Linked DNA regions of Mus musculus: all the other regions are linked to region 3. Evidence: chromatin contacts called from public Hi-C and promoter capture Hi-C data. All regions are on one chromosome and are shown on one strand. Each heading gives the region's core, a stretch centred on a gene start, on an enhancer-like site or on the middle of the called end of the contact. The rest is flanking DNA. Distances are from core to core; before and after follow the strand shown. Region 1 holds the start of Slc25a29 (solute carrier family 25 (mitochondrial carrier, palmitoylcarnitine transporter), member 29). Region 2 holds the start of Dync1h1 (dynein cytoplasmic 1 heavy chain 1). Region 3 holds the start of Papola (poly (A) polymerase alpha).

Region 1 (2,700 bases), core at 84-2,583, 3.1 Mb before region 3:
TATGGCTGTGTCCCTGCAGGAGGATTGCTGGGGTTAATGGCAAAGGCCTCAGGAGGGATCCTACAATCACCCCAGTTCCAGTGTGTACTTCCTTCTTCCTCTTACCACCTGCCTTTAGAAGGCATCCAGATGACTCAAAGCCTGTGGAGATCAAACCCAGGTCTCCAGACCCCTAGTTCAGGGCCCAGTAGCCACCACAAGCACTGGACTAGGGGTCAGCAGGCCTGGACTTGGGTGTCGGCTTCACGAAGGGTCCATTCAATTCCAAGGATAAACACCACCTCTCAAACAACACTGGGGTCCCTGGTCTCAGAGCTGCCCCTCCATCAGATCTGCCATCCCACAACTCCGCGCCCAGTTTAGGGAGGGGAGAGGCAAGAGCAGAGTTCGAGTAACCACAGGAGTCTGTTACTCCACTCTCAGCTTAAAAGAAAGTCACGACCAGCAGAGGCCCGGTAAGTGATGGCTGTATCCATCACTTGGACTTGCTTCCAGACTCCTTGCTGTTGTAGATATTACCAGCAACTGGGGGGGTGGGGGGCGGCGCGTCGGGTTCTTAGCCCACCTCAACTTTAATGCTCTCCAAGCCTGGAATATCTGCTTGCTCCTTGTCCTGCACCTAGCTCACCCTGTCCCAAGGCCCAGAGCTGCAGTCAGATGCCCGCGCCCCTGATCTGGCCTGCTGGCGGCTCCCAGGAACACGTCGGGCTTGGCGGCACCCTTCCATCCTCAGGCCCCATCCACAGGCCCCTTCTGTTTGAAAACGTTTCTACGTCCTTCAAACTCAAGTCCCTGTCTCTGCCTGGGTGCACTGGGTCCTCAGTACTCCTGCGCGTTCGCTTAAGAAGATCCGGGGCCTCAGAGGCCCCTCCAAGTGGGCGGTCGTTCTCGAACTTTCCCAGCAAGCTGAGTCCAAGACCAAAGTAGGCCTTGGGAGAGTCGCGGCGTTCCACGTGTGCACTCGCCACTGTGTCCTCTTGACACAGGCAAGGACGATGAGGTTGAGCAGGAGAGTCGCATCCAAATACCGTGAGGGGTCCGAGGATTGAAGCAGATCGAGCGCCGCCCTTCGGACCGTGCGGTTGGGAGGTTCTGGGCTCCAGTGTGCAGTGTGCCCACCGCACTGCCCCTTCCTTGCGCCGTGCGGGCGGGCCCGAGAAGCACAGTCTTTGTCTACTGAGCCGGGAGGCACCCCCGCCCGCCGCGCCCGAGGCCACACCTTCCAGGCGCGCCCAGCCAATGAGACTTGGCGGCGGCACCCGGAGCACGGGGTGTGTCCGTGCCTCGCTTACCGATTGGTTGCGCTCTGCCCCCGCGGGGGCTGAGGCCGACGGGGCGGTGCGAGCGGTGCGAGGTGAGGCCCGGCAAGCTGGACGCCAGGGGAGTGCTTTTCTAGGAGTCGCCATCCAGTCGCCTCCCCGACCCGGCTGCGCGCCCGGAGGCCAGATAGCAGGAGTCGCGACGGCCAACCGCGGGCCGGGCCCGAGGAGTAGTAAGACACAGCCGGCTCGCCGGGCCGGGCCATGGCGCTCGACTTCCTGGCTGGATGCGCCGGAGGTAAGGAGATGACCGGCATGCCAGGCGGGCGTTCTGGCTGGTACGCGGCGACAGGTGTCTTCTTGACCCTTCCGTGCGCACTGAGTGCAAGGTCTGGGGATCCTGGCAGCACCGCGGCTTGGCCGGAGGCAGGGACAGAACAGAAGGATGCGGGCGCGCAGCCTACTGATCCCTTCCCGCAGCTGTCTGAGCGAGGCTGGTGACACCGCGCGACCTCCTAGAAGGCTGGCCCGACCCCAGGCGCCCAGCACTTCCCATGCATTGCTTTAAGCTGCTGGAGGGCTCAGGAGAGGAGGAGGCGGTCCACCGGGTGGTCAAATAAATGGTCATGTCAACCTGACTGAAGAGCGCTCGAAGCTGAGAGCAGGCTAGGTCTGCCCATGACACTACCGTGCGGACCTGTTGAACGTTTAGTGCCTTTCCTTTTGCCTAGAGGATTAGTTTATTTACTAAGTATTAAATAGAGCCTGGTTTAGCCGCTGGGATTCCAGGTGAATCGACTGAGGTGGTAGTGGTCTGGCTGGTTATATGTTCAGCTCTGAGGCCCAGACCTGGCTCCTCATCCACCTGTCCTGCTGTCTTCATCCTTCATAGCCCTACCCGGAAAGGTCTCTCCTGGAACAGTGATAGGCTGGAGTTGGCCTTAGGTGCTTAATCCGTGCTTGCTTCTTCCTGGATGGAGAACATTGCTGTCTGGCAGAATGCCTTCCCTGAGCAGTGACGTACCCTCTAGGTGCTTGAGAACCACCAGACTGTCACCAAGTCTTTCTTCTGTAAGCTGTGGGAAGGCCACAGAGATTTCCACAAGCAGGTGGAGAATTAGAGACCCAGAAAGAGCCCCATGCTAGCCCCAGCTGTAACAGGGCAGGTGAGGGCATCTTCAATGGCCAGGACTCCTGCCGTGGCCAAGACCCCCTTGTACTGCAGTTTCCCCAGGGCCAGAGTTACCTCCATTTGTAGCCTGGGATATACAGTTGATCTGGGGAGCATATATTCACCCTGAGGCCAGGCTTGCATAGAGACTTTGAGCACCCCCACTGTCCCACAAGCCCATGGGCACTTGCTCAAGTAGGCCCTCCCTGCCTGGGATACCCATCTGTCTTCAACCAGCCTGTCTCAGGGTGGTCATGTGCCCTGTCTCCA
Region 2 (2,700 bases), core at 68-2,567, 4.8 Mb before region 3:
CTCAGTCCATCTTCAATCCCTAAGGGCTATTTTACTTTTAAACAGCACATCTGGGTTCCTAGGGAAATGCCACACCCATTCGCCAGCATGTCATACAAGTTCCCCAGATGCTACAAAGTGGTTTTAAAGCCTCAAGAAGGAAGGAGTCCTGCAAGCAAGCCCCCTATTCCAGATCAATCTAGGGATGTTGTGAGAGTCTCTGCTGGAGGACACAACGGGAACATGTCAGCTTCTTTGCCTCCTTCCCCAACTAGGTAAGCAACAGTTCTTAAGTCTTTGAAATCAGACTTAAATGTCACAGAGCTGTCATTAGGGTCATCTAAGCAACAATTTCAAGCCATGATCAGCAAAACAAGCAATTTGGACTGGAAACTGATATGCTGAGTCTAATCTCAAGGTCCTGTATTTTAGCTGGTGACCTTGGACCAGCCACGGGACTCAGTTTCCTGGTTTGTAAAACTGGGAGATACACCCACTCAACAATGATGCTGCGAGGCCAATGGAGGCCTACGCGTAGGCAGCCGCAGACAGCAGAGATGCTGGGTGACCAGGGCCTGCCCACTCCGGCTCCCGCCAACCCACCGGTCCCCGAGCCCACCCAAGGGCCAGCACCTAGGCTGTCCTAGACACACTCTTCCCAAAGCGAGCTAAGCTTGGATACGAATCGAAACCAAAAAAGCTCATGTGACTCTGGAGGCAGGGATGCGGCCCTGTGCCCAGCCGGGACCGGGAGACGCTGTCTCCACCCAACTCGGCCATCTTGAGAAGCCGCGGAGACAAAGCGACCCCACTGTGCGGGCGCTGGCGGTCCGGGCACCCTAGCTGCTCCACGCGACCGGGGAGGGGGCGCCGCGCACCTTTGAGGGTGGAGCGCTCCACCAGGACCGTGTGGACCTGCGGGTCTGACAGGAACTTGCGCATCTGCTCCAGGGCGCTCTTCTCCTCCAGCGCCGCCTCCAGCGCAGCCGGCGCGTCGCCGCCGTCCTCCAGCAGCAGCGGCACCAGCTTACGCAGGTGCTTCTGCAGCACCGCCACGTCCGCCACATTCTGCACCGCCGACACCTCCAGGCCGGCCGAGCCGTCCTCGCCGCCGCCCGGCTCCGACATGGCGGATCCACGGAAGGGAGAGAGATAGAAAGAGAGAGAGCGAGAGCCGAGAGGAGCGGCCTCCGGCACGAGAGAGCAGTGAGCGAGGGGAACCGGCGACAGGAGACGCTCTGCCCGCTAACCCGCGGCCGACTGCGGACAGCGGAGCCGGCTCCGCCCTAAAGGCCGCCGCTCCCGCCGGCCCCGCCCCGCCCGCTGGCTGCAGCCACCGGCGCCCGCTCGCGGTCGGCGTCGCGACGTTACGCATGCGACTGGAGGCGGGGCTATGTGCGGCGCCGCGTGGCCTTTTGGGACTTGTAGTCGGAGGGCAGGGCGGGACCCATTACTCTGCGCAAAAGTGGTCCAGGAACCGCGTCTGTCTTCATTGCCAGGTGGCAGAGAATATCACAGAGCCAGCCCCTCAGGCTTCATAAATAGTGTTTTAAGGATGCATTGACGAGAATTGACATTTAGTGAGAGTTCATCCTCTGCCCGACATTGCTATTAATAACCTGAGTTCTCCCGTTGAATGAATGGAGTCTGGAGTCCCAACTGCCCAGTCGTTATTAGATACACATTGGGAAGATGAGGACGTTTTTTCAGAGGAGATGAGGGGCATGCCCACAATGACTTCGCTAAACTGGATAGGGAGAGAGTGGAAGGGAGATGATTTTAGCTGAGGAACTGGCGTCTGAGGAAGGGAAGGTTAGGTATGGGTGGAGCAGCAACTGCAGTGCAGTCTAACGGTAGGCTAAAAGAAACCTGGATAGTAGGAACATCAAGCTACGATGGGACCTGGCTTCTGAACACAGTGTCATTTACCAAGCGAGGGTGATGTAAGAGAAGGACGCATGAGTGAATCCACTGACAACGGTAAGCTCCCCATACCTGCAGCACCCACCGCTCTGTGGGTTCGGGAATCTGGATCGGCAGGAGGCAGGGGCTCAGATTGCTCCTAAGTTTCCCTGCATCTGACCCATCACCCCTCCTCCCATACACGGAGGACAAGAAGGGCAGAATCTCTTTGCTTACTTTCTTAGGGTTAGTAACTGGCCTTTGAAAGTTCAGGTCATAACTTGCCTGTTCAATTGGGTAGAGGGAACTAAGCCAAAATGATCTTTAAAAATATAATAATGCCGAGTTAGAAAGCTGAGTCCTGATTGGTGGGATGATGGTGGTATGACTTGATTCTCCCAAATCATCTTTGGAATACGGGAAGCCCTACAATATGCTTATTCCTTGCACAATTGTCCTGTGCCAGGTCCCAGAGGCTGCTGATGGAGGCCCGAAGATTCTTCTAGAAGCCAGACAGAGAGAGAGACAGAGAGACAGAGAGAGAGAAAACAGATAAATATCCCCATTCTCCCTCCATCAGCCCACCCTGGTGTAATGTGTCATAAATAATCTTGCAGAGGTGAGAGGACAGACCCAAAGCTACTGTGGTGAATTGCTACTGTGGAATTGCTGGCGTACTGGCAGTGATCAATACTGAATGTCCACCTGACACTAGGTGCTGTGTTAGTGTTTCCCTCTGCCTATCCTGCAGAGATAGGAACAAGGACAAAAGACCGGAGATTCTGAAACCTGCAGGGACTTAGTGGGTGTGGGGCTGAT
Region 3 (2,700 bases), core at 200-2,699:
TTTTTTAAACCTAAAGGAAATAGACTGAAGAACTTCAAGCATAGACCTGGACATGTGCGGTGCTCATGCAGCCTCCTTGTACCGTTCCACTTTCAGAAGTGCACTGAAATAAAAACTGCAGGAAACCTGTACTCTCCCTCCTACCTTCACTCCCAGACACAAGATAACATTTCTAATCCGAAGCCTTCCCTTTAGAGTGTGCAACCATATCTTTTTTTAAGCACTGATGTATCAGAAAAAAGTCTGGATGAGCTAATACAAGGTCATCATGTGACAACACCTCACTCACTCACATCTACTTGAACCCCACTGAAAAACACCAAACATCTTTATAGATTCTATTCTCGTGCTCCTTTACCCTTGTTCCATGAATAAGGAGTCAAAGGGAACTTTGTGGTTAATTAAGCCCAACAAATGTTATCACTACAGAAATACAGCTGACAGGTCTCTGGACTAAACATCAGGGTCGAGTAAAGCTAGCAAGCTAGTGTGTGAGAAAGAAAAGCGCATGAAATCCATTTTTAAATTAGTAAGTACAACCCTAGATCTGTCACATTGAGGCTACGTCCAAAACTGCCTCTCTTGTTTGGAAGAAAAGCAGTCGCACGACCTAAAGCCTTTTCGCCAAGATAGGTTAGTTGGAACATAAAACCCTCATCTACTTTCGAATCCCAACAACCGGTTTCCAAATATCTTTCTTAGGAGAAAAGGGGGGAGGGGGGAAATTAAGTAAAGAAAAATCACGGTCAAGTGTGTAAAGTAGACCTAGCGACATTAGAAGGCCTAAGTGAATTAGCTCAAAGCGTACACTCGCAATCACAACACAAGTGACCCAAGGGCGGGAGCGATCAGGTAGCGCGCCGAAGCCAGGTTGCCTAGTCACAACAAAGCAGGGACGGCGCCGCCCCGCAGCCCGCCGTTCCGGAAGCTGCCCCCGGGCCGCCAGCGCGGCCTGCTCCCTCCCGGCCCCGGTTCCTCACCCGCTCCGAGGGAAGCGGAAGTGGGGAACTAGGGGGCTGGACGGCGCCATGGTGAAACCGGGACAGGAAGGAACCCGGGAGCCGCGGCCCGCCAGTCCGCGCCGGGCGCCGTTCCGCTTGGGGATCCTGCGGGGGCCCCGCGCCCGAGGGGCCGGAAGCCGCGGCCCGGGGCGCCCGTGCGCCTCCCCTCCCCCTCCGCCACCCCCGGGGCCCGGCCGGCGTGCGCCTCACTCAGCACGCCAATCACTTACAACGGCATCGTCTCCGGCGCCGGCACCGCCCAGTCACTTCCCCCCCGCGACCGCTGCCGTCCTGGGCATGATCCACCGAGGCGGGAAGGACGGCAGCCTACCTCAGCCCCGGGGCCAACCCAGTCCTGCACCCGTGCCCCGCCGCTTTAAGCGCTTCTCCTCCTTCCCCTTCGTCCTAACATGGCGCCCGAGCGCTACCACAGCAACGTTCTAGAACCGCTGACGCCGCCACGCACACCGAGCGCGCGCCTGCGCGCGCGCTGCGCGACGCCGCAAGACCTGACGGGAAATGTAGTTCTCGGCGTGAAGCGGCGCTTCTCCCCCTCCCCCCCCCCCCCCCCCCCCCCGGTGATCTCACGCTTTCGTGGTAGAGCGTGGGATGGGTGCGGGAGGCTCCGAGCGAGAGGCTGTAGTTCATTCGCTTGGCGACGCCGTCCTGGCGAATGAGAGTGACGCAGCCGTGGCAGCGATGAGAAGGGGGCGCGGCCCAAGCGGGCGCCACGTGCGGGGCAGCCCAAGCGCGGGGGATGCCTGGAACCGAGAGCTGTTCGGTGCCAGTTGCACCTCCGCTGCGTGGGAGAACTGCTTTTTAAACATCGATGTGAGTGAGGACTTAAATGTGTTAGAGCCCAGTACAGAGCCTGTCCCAGAAGTGTGGCCGTGGATCCCCTCCCCTGACGATGACCCTCTGCATCTGTGTTGCCCAGACCTGTGCTTCTCATGCCAAATGTGCAGGGCAGGGGATTCCGGACCAAGGCAATAATTTAATAAAATTGACAGTAACCTTTGGGGTTTTGGCGGGTTTTTTGTTGTTGTTGTTGTTGTTGTTCTTGTTTGTTTTATAAGACAGGCTCCCATGAAGCTACTAGCCCTTAGTTTCTGATCCTCCTGCCTCCACCTCCTGAGTGTTGACATTACAGGTGTGAAACACCACTACCAATTTTATGTGATAGATTGGAATATACTTCTGGGTGTGACTATGACCTTGTCTCTGTGCTGAAGAGTTAATGCAGTTGGGCAGGTGAAGTTCGGGTTACTGGACCATACTCAGAAAAAGGAGCCATTCCTAGTATGCTGGGTTCATCTTAAGATAATGTATTTTTCCTTCCTAAAATTTCCAGCCCCTGGCACACTTCTTACGGGGTTTGGCTGGGTACACTCACCATTCTGTTCTGAGTAATCATTAGAAAGGCCCAACTATTCCTTTTCCTTCTCATAGCTTCTTGAAAGAAGCTTTTGGCCGGGCGTGGTGGCGCACGCCTTTAATCCCAGCACTCGGGAGGCAGAGGCAGGCGGATTTCTGAGTTCGAGGCCAGCCTGGTCTACAAAGTGAGTGCCAGGACAGCCAGGGCTACACAGAGAAACCCTGTCTCGAAAAACCAAAAAAAAAAAAAAAAAAAAAAAGAAAGAAGCTTTTGGAGGTCCCCTGCACTTAGGGCTTCCTTTCACTCCTAAAGCTCCCTCCCCAT

What was found. Promoter capture Hi-C pulls out the DNA fragments that hold promoters and counts their contacts. A called contact is a pair of places that touch in the nucleus more often than the background predicts.
Region 1: a Hi-C map of B cells shows a contact between it and region 3, with 6 read pairs. The contact joins the promoter of Slc25a29 here to the promoter of Papola in region 3. A contact is called at or near these places in 2 of 484 Hi-C or Micro-C datasets (B cells and CD4 T cells).
Region 2: a promoter capture Hi-C map of pre-B cells shows a contact between it and region 3. The contact joins the promoter of Dync1h1 here to the promoter of Papola in region 3. A contact is called at or near these places in 1 of 39 promoter capture datasets (pre-B cells) and 1 of 484 Hi-C or Micro-C datasets (CD4 T cells).

The regions. Positions count from the first base shown.
Region 1 is chr12:108,834,509-108,837,208 of GRCm38.p6, reverse strand. It overlaps Slc25a29 (solute carrier family 25 (mitochondrial carrier, palmitoylcarnitine transporter), member 29), which reads left to right and starts at 1,333. Exons shown (of 4, transcript NM_181328.3): 1 at 1,333-1,557. The coding sequence starts at 1,524. Mir345 (microRNA 345) reads right to left here and starts at 236; the gene lies at 141-236.
Region 2 is chr12:110,600,012-110,602,711 of GRCm38.p6, reverse strand. It overlaps Dync1h1 (dynein cytoplasmic 1 heavy chain 1), which reads right to left and starts at 1,317. Exons shown (of 77, transcript NM_030238.2): 1 at 858-1,317. The coding sequence starts at 1,107. It overlaps Gm35558 (a long non-coding RNA gene), which reads left to right. Exons shown (of 2, transcript XR_381950.4): 1 at 1-1,959; 2 at 2,348-2,700.
Region 3 is chr12:105,783,446-105,786,145 of GRCm38.p6, reverse strand. It overlaps Papola (poly (A) polymerase alpha), which reads right to left and starts at 1,449. Exons shown (of 22, transcript NM_011112.4): 1 at 1,232-1,449. The coding sequence starts at 1,239.